2 separate regions of the Columba livia genome follow, and region 2 is linked to region 1. A link is a contact called in public Hi-C data. All regions are on one chromosome and are shown on one strand. Each heading gives the region's core, a stretch centred on a gene start, on an enhancer-like site or on the middle of the called end of the contact. The rest is flanking DNA. Distances are from core to core; before and after follow the strand shown. Region 1 holds the start of DIXDC1 (DIX domain containing 1). Region 2 holds the start of KIRREL3 (kirre like nephrin family adhesion molecule 3).

Region 1 (3,433 bases), core at 700-3,199:
TATTCCAAAATGAAGGGCACTGGGCAATGATAACAAAGAGGATGATGTGATGTTGATATCAAAATGATGTCAACATCAACTCTTCCTGGTGCGTGTGACCTTCAAAACAAACATGTAGGATGGCGGTTTGGTTGGTGGTATTGCCCCCTCCTGGCCAGTTTCAGCACAACCCTGACCCTTGCACTTGGCCCTGTGGAATTCCAGGCAAGGTGCGGGACAAAGCCCAGTTACTGCTCCATTTCCTGTTGGGATGTGGCTGTGTCACAGCAGCACCACCAGCATCAACACGTAAGCCTTCCTTCAAGACTTCCATCCCAGGATTTTAAGGCACTTTATCAATATTCTCTGGTTGTTTCTCATATCAGCTCTTTAGAAAGAGATAAAGATCAAGGGCCACAGCTCAGCTCTCGCTAACAGATTTTGGTTGAAGAAATAAAAGCAAGGCTGATTCAGAAACAAAGGTTGTGAGGCTTGTGATGCCACGACTGCAGTAACAGCAGAAAGAGCTGCCTAACGCAACCAATGCCGTTGTGTCACTGAGCGTCCCCTCCCAACCTCCCCGTCACGCATCCAAAACAGAGGTCAGACACACAAAGGTCTCCTGGAAACTCACGGAGGACGTAGCAGGCTGTGGTGTGTGTTGGGGCACCATGTCTGCCACACTTCCCATGCTGGATGCCACAGCTCAGCTCGGTGCCAAGGGGAATGTACCAGCACTCCTTCCCCCTCGAAGCCTGAGAGGAGAAGCAAATGCACTAAATAGAAAGGAAAGAGTTTTCTTAGAGGCAGAACAGACTTATCAATGGCATGTCTGAATATAACCAAAATAAAGGAGGAAAGTTGCCACCTTCTACAATTGCCTGCAGAAAATATATTTAAGTGCTACAGTCTCAGGGAAATGTACACATTTTTGTATTTTCTTCCACATGTGAAGTGTGTACCATGGGCAGAATTCCTCTGAAACATTTCTAGAAAAGGTTCCTCATGACCTTGGTTTACGCTGCACATAGGATCAAATTATCTCTTCCCATTTGTGGAGGGGGAATACAAATTCAATAGGAGTCATATATGCCAGCCAAAGCTGTACTGATCACCAGTGCCAAATATTCAGGGTATTACTTGATTCAGTGCATTTAGCTCAGACAGCAAAGATTCATTAATAATTTTAGGAAACAATTCCACGTGCTGACATTTATATTTAGGAATTTTCTGGTAATCTATATTTTATTTGCCTAGTCTTCCTTTAGAAGTCTGAAAGGGGGAAGGGGAGTTTGGAAGAGTTAACAGAGAAGATAATGGTACGATTCCTTGGGAAAGACTGAGTCACTAGGAACCATTTAAAGGTGGCAGGAGCGTAACCTTTAGGCAGATGGTCGCTGTTGGTTGTGTCATCCTGGTGCATCGCTAGGGTCTAAAGTTCAGGATAACACAGAGTAACAGAGTAACAGAGTGAGAGTAACAGAGTAACAGAGGCAGAGCCAAGGCAAGTTGCTGAATCTGCACAGGGTGGAGGTATTTGGGGACCCATTCTGCAAAACAAGGCTGAGAGCGAGTGAGCAGGGAGGCCACGAGGTGTGGGGAAGGATCCGGGGCCTCGGAGGGGCTGTGTGGTGTCTCTGGAAGCGTGGTTGGTCGGAGGGGGATTAGAGTATGGGGCTCCCCAGGAGCAGGGCTGGGCTCGGGGAGACCAGGGTTTGGGGAACCGTAGCCCCGGGGTGTGGGACTGGGGTACCAGCAGAGCTCCGCGGTCCCCAGGAGCAGGGCGGGGGATCGCGGGCCGGTCCCGGGGGCTGCGGAGCCCCTGCGGAGGGGGTGGCACAGGGAAAACCAGGGTACCCGTGGGGTGAGGTGCCGAGCCCGCCCCGCCAAGGTTCCCGCGCCCTCCGGCCCTACCTGAGCCCGGCCCGGCCCCGCCGCGGCGCGTCGCCGGTCGCCATGGAGACAGAGGCGGGGCGGCCCCGCTCAGGCCCCGCCCAGCTGGAGCGTATCGGGGGTTCGGAGCCCGGGAGCGGGCGGGGGGCGCTGGGGGTCCGCACCCGGGGGTCCGCACCCGGGGGTCCGCAGCTAGGGGTCCGCACCCGCGCTGAGCGCCAGCGCGTTTATGTGCAGCAGCGGCACGGGAACCCGCCCGCCGGGGGGTGTCCTGCGCTCCCCCAGAGCCCCTGTGCAGCGAACAGGCAACGGCCGTCCCAAAAAGTGCGAATTTGTTAATTAAACCTAAAAAATTACATCTTTAATGTTCAAGAAACATTTGATACATTAACACTCATTTGACACCTAAACGTAACAACCTCGGGAAACACACGAGATACGCGGTTAGAAGCTTTTAATATTCAGTGCAAAACCAAGTTCTTCAGAAAAATCCTGTTGCAGAACATGTGGCTTTCACATTTTATGTATTAAAGGCCTGGTGAACAGGCAAAATTACTGTTTTATTCCTGTTGCTATGCAGAATATTTGATTATCTCTAAGATACACTGTACTTCCAGAAACAACACCAAGTACCAAGTATGGAAGCTGGAGCTCCTGAGGGAATAGGAGATAAACTACCACTCCGAGACACTCATTAGGAGATGTTTTCTGTTGTAGCTCCCATGCTTTCAGAATACAAAAGGGCTCATCCACAGATGAACAGAACCAAGTGATGTGACCACGTGAAAGCAAGTTCCTCTGAGCTGAACACAGTTCTACTTATGTCCACAGCAAAACTGGTTTAACTCGATGGATGTGCAAATTTACACAGCTCTGGGCCCAGGAGCTTGACCCTCGTGTTTGTGCAGCTTTCTGTCCATGGCCCCAGCTCTCCTGATGGATAAACTTCCGAGGAAAAACTTCAGTAGCACTGTGCATGCCTCTGCAATAACAGGCTTTTCCACTTAAACTGTTTTTAAAAATGACCTGTTGGAGTCTGCACTCCTTCTAGAAAACCTCCTGAACTATCATCCATATTTAATAATGTTTCTAAAAGATCCAGTGTCTTCCTGTAACACGGAGGGCTTGACCAGAACTGAAGTGTCCCTTTCTAGTTCTTGTACCGGTGATTCAGTGCAAGGAGGGACATAACTGCTCTCCAGCATGAACCATGTCTCCGGCTGCCCCTCTGACAGCAGGACTGAGTGCTGGAGTCTCCCATGCCTCCCTGACTCACTCCGGTCAATAAATCCTCTGCCCATTCAATCCCCCTCAGTCCCAAGGACAGGTTTTCATGCTGGGCATGGAGTACAGAAAGGAACTTGGAGGAGCGGAAAGAGGAATCCTTGGCACTCAGAAGGTCCAGCCCTTCAGATAACATAATGTTACACCCACTACAAATGAAGGGCCTTCTACTGCAGACCTCACAATAACCCCACTGAGGGCAGCTGGATGGCATGGGCAAAAAAACCCTTTTCAGGTTGGAAAATATACTGTATCCATTATTTAAAAAAATGGCCTT
Region 2 (3,433 bases), core at 510-3,009, 290 kb before region 1:
AGGGAAAACACAGCCCAGGAGTGTCACTTTTAGCCCTGCTTTAAAGTGCAGGAACATGATAATTTGCAAGCAACCGTCTGCACTTTGGCACCTTTTTCTCCCCAATGGTTGACAGGTATGCAAACAGACAGGGGTGGGAAGACCAGTGTGCATGGACAAAATGAGTTTGATTTCCTGAGGGATGAAAGCTAAATATATACATATATATATATATGTATATATATATATATATAAAATCTTTATTTCCAGGGTGACTACCCCTCTGCAGAGAGCAAAGCGTGTGTGTGCCAAGCTAAGACACTTTATTAAACTGCTGCTCCTAAGTCAGGTTTAACCCACCTGACATCAGTTTAGCTTGGCAACACAAAAGGGTACTAATCCCCACTTAGCTAAACCAGCACAGGCAACCACAAAGCCAAGCTCCATCAAGGCAAGCAAGCACTCGCAGAAGCTCCCAGCACGGCTCAAAGAGCTGTGGCAGCCCCCTTTGAAGTTCACCTTTCAGCACAGCGGTAAGTAATTAGAGTCCACAGCTGTAATTACTTTCTAATGCTCGGGTTTATAATTGCGCTCAGCGGCCCTCCACTGCCCCTTTTGGACTCGAGAGATGGAGGTGAGGGAGTCTGTGGCCTCAGTGGCTGCGCAAAGTGTGACGGTAAGAGTTGTTTTTATATATTTGTGTATTTTGAGCCCCTCTGTTTTGTCCCAAACATTTTGCTGGGTGAAAAAAAAAAAAAATTAAATGAATATTTGTTTGTTAAGAAAAATAAAAACAGGCCTAAAACTCTCAGAAATGATGGGTAGGGAAAGGAAAAGGCCTTTTTCTGCCTTTTTGTTGAGTGGGGGTTGTAGCAGCTTTTGCAAAATCTGCCCCCCCAAGAAACTTTATTTTGGGTTTTTTTTGGTGGATTTTCCCCTTCCCAGCTCCGTTGTTTGGTTTTTTTTTTGGGGGGGGGGGGTGGGGGTGAGGGGAGGAGCTGCTGCTCCCTTGGGGGTGAGGCTGCTATGGGGGGTGCTGGACGGACCTTCTCTCTCATGACCTGTGCAAAGCGCTGCTTGTAAAGACATAACTTAGCCCTGGGAGGGGGTGAGTTAGTTTTTGGGCCCCCTTGGCTGGACCTCGGGGTGATTCTTTGGCTGCTTCATCCCGCCCAAAAATCGCACAAGTAGGTGAGGACGGTGCTGGGGGGCGGGCAGCAACCCCCCTCCAAATTTAGCCATATATATGGGGGGGAGAAGCCACATAACTGCTTGATTCATTGCTTTAATTACCCTGTTGGGGCAGGGAGCAGCACTGGAGGGTGGTGTAAATTGTAAGGGGGGTGTGCATTAAAGAAGCGATGAAGAAGCAGCGGAGCCCACCCCCCTTTAACTTGCGCTCCACGTCGTGTGGCCAAGCGAGCTCTTGGCGGGGGGGGGGGGTGGGGGGGTGTGCGCAAATGCTCCCCACCTTGCAAAAAGGGGGGAAGTGTGCACAAATTCCTCCGACCTTGCAAAAAACGATGGGGGTGCACAAATTCCTCCGACCTTGCCAAAAGGGGGGGGGGGGGGGCACAAACACCCCCACCTTGCAGAAACCGGGTGTCTCCCCCACCTTGCAAAAACCGCCCCCCCCGCCCCCACCGTGCATCCCATCCCGTCTTGCGGGGCTGAGCCATCCCCGGCTGCGCGCAAGTTACTCCCCCTGTAACCATCACTTTTCTTCTTCCCTCCCCTTTTTTCCTTTCTCTCTCTCTCCCCCCCTCCTCAAAAAGCCAGGCAGCGCCGCCGAGCTTCGCTCCGCCAGTCAAGGCAGCGCTGCCGGGGGAGGAGCTGGGGGGGCGGCGATGGAGCCGGGCGAGCGGAGCCGGCGGGCGGCGGCCGCTTGAACCCCCCCCACCTCCGGCATCCCCGGTAACGGAGCCCCCAGACCCCCCGGCGCCCGGAGCCCACCCTGAGGAATGAGCGCTTTCCAGGCAGACCTGCTCCTCCTCCTCCTCGGCGCCTTCCTCCTCAGCCACGGTAGGGACCCGGCACTTAGTTGGGGGGTGTTGTGTGTGATTTTTGCTCTTTGGGGAAGGTGGGGGGGAAGAAAAAGGGAGGATTGCAGAGGGTTTTTTTAATGCATCTCTGCCGAGGCAGCTAGCTTTCTCCTTTTTTTTTTTTTTTTTTTGAGAAAAATCTTTAGCATGCAAATGAGTTCTTTCTGCTCCAGCTCCGTTAATTAGATCGTGTTTGTGTGTAAACACGGGTTTGCTCAGCAACAGCACCTACCCCTCCCAGCCGGTACCGATGGAGGATGAATTTCGGTTCTTGGGAGCATGAAGCCTCTTTGGCTGGTGGGAGAACCCGCTGGCTGCACCCAGGAGCCTGCGGTTGTAAAGCCGGGGTGGGGAGCGATTTGCTCCGGGAGGGAGGGATGAGAGGAGGGTGGAAGAGTTGCTTTGAGTGCAGCCAGCACAGGGAACTCCTGTGGTGGCTTTTTTGGGGGTGTCACAGCCAGATCCCACCTCCCCGCCAGCGTGGGAGCTGGGGCAGGAGCATGGGAATCAGCCTTGTAACTTTGCTACTTGCTTGTGTGCCCCCCACAAATGAAAATAAAACCCAAAAAGATTGGGGGTGGGGGGTGCATTTTGGGAAGCTGTGTTTGTCATGCTGCTGTATGCCTGGTCCATGGACTATGTGTCACCTGTGGAGGACGCTGAGCTACAACCAGACCCAAGCTTTGTGGATCTGCTGCCCGTCCCCTCGCGACGCCGGTGTCAAAGACCATCTGTGTCATGCCGCCCTGGTCCTGAAGCTGGCTTTTGTGAGGGTAGGGCTTGGGCTTGCTTTAAAACAAAAACCAAAAAAAAAGGCGAAAAAAAACCTGCTCCTGAACCCACGCAGCTAGTCCATCTGTTGATTAAATGAAGGATAAAACTTTTGGAGAGAGTGGTACTTCTCAATGGGCAGCTGCTTTTTTGCGCAGCCAGACATTATTGCTGAGCATCCCCCACCATACGCTGCGTTTCCCCCTATTCCCCGAGCAGGGACGTTGCATTGAGAGGCAGCTGTGCTTCTGCTTGTCCTCAGCTCTGCTTTTCCTGGGCTCGGATGCGATACTGGGCTCCCACGCTGCCCTCCCTTCCCCTCTTTTTCCTCTTTCCCCTCTCTCTGCTTGTACTAATGTTCCTTCAGGGAGAAAGCTGTGTTTGCATTTGCCTTTGCTCCTGCACAAAAGAAACCCACTGTGCCTTCCGTGTAGGTTTCTGGCTGAACAAATTCAAACTCTTGCTGGTGCGGCAGCGAGTCCGGGGATATATCAGCAAAATTTGGAAGCTGATCCTGTCCTTCTGCATCTCTCCCTGCTCCCACGAACCTCTTGACTTCCTGCAGGTCAAGTGGCAGTTTGTAACCAAGATGAGTAAGTTTGTGTCTGAGATCCAACGGGGAATTGATTCCTTTTTTTCCC

Evidence for each region. Hi-C and Micro-C count contacts between places; a contact is called where the count stands out from the background.
Region 2: a Hi-C map of crop shows a contact between it and region 1, with 2.6 times the contacts expected there. The contact joins the promoter of KIRREL3 here to the promoter of DIXDC1 in region 1. A contact is called at or near these places in 2 of 2 Hi-C or Micro-C datasets (crop and liver).

The regions. Positions count from the first base shown.
Region 1 is chr24:2,252,550-2,255,982 of bColLiv1.pat.W.v2, reverse strand. DIXDC1 (DIX domain containing 1) reads right to left here and starts at 1,949. Exons shown (of 21, transcript XM_065040307.1): 1 at 1,894-1,949; 2 at 614-734. The coding sequence starts at 670. It overlaps C24H11orf52 (chromosome 24 C11orf52 homolog), which reads right to left. Exons shown (of 4, transcript XM_005500746.3): 4 at 2,204-3,433.
Region 2 is chr24:2,542,905-2,546,337 of bColLiv1.pat.W.v2, reverse strand. KIRREL3 (kirre like nephrin family adhesion molecule 3) reads left to right here and starts at 1,759. Exons shown (of 18, transcript XM_021295955.2): 1 at 1,759-2,001. The coding sequence starts at 1,941.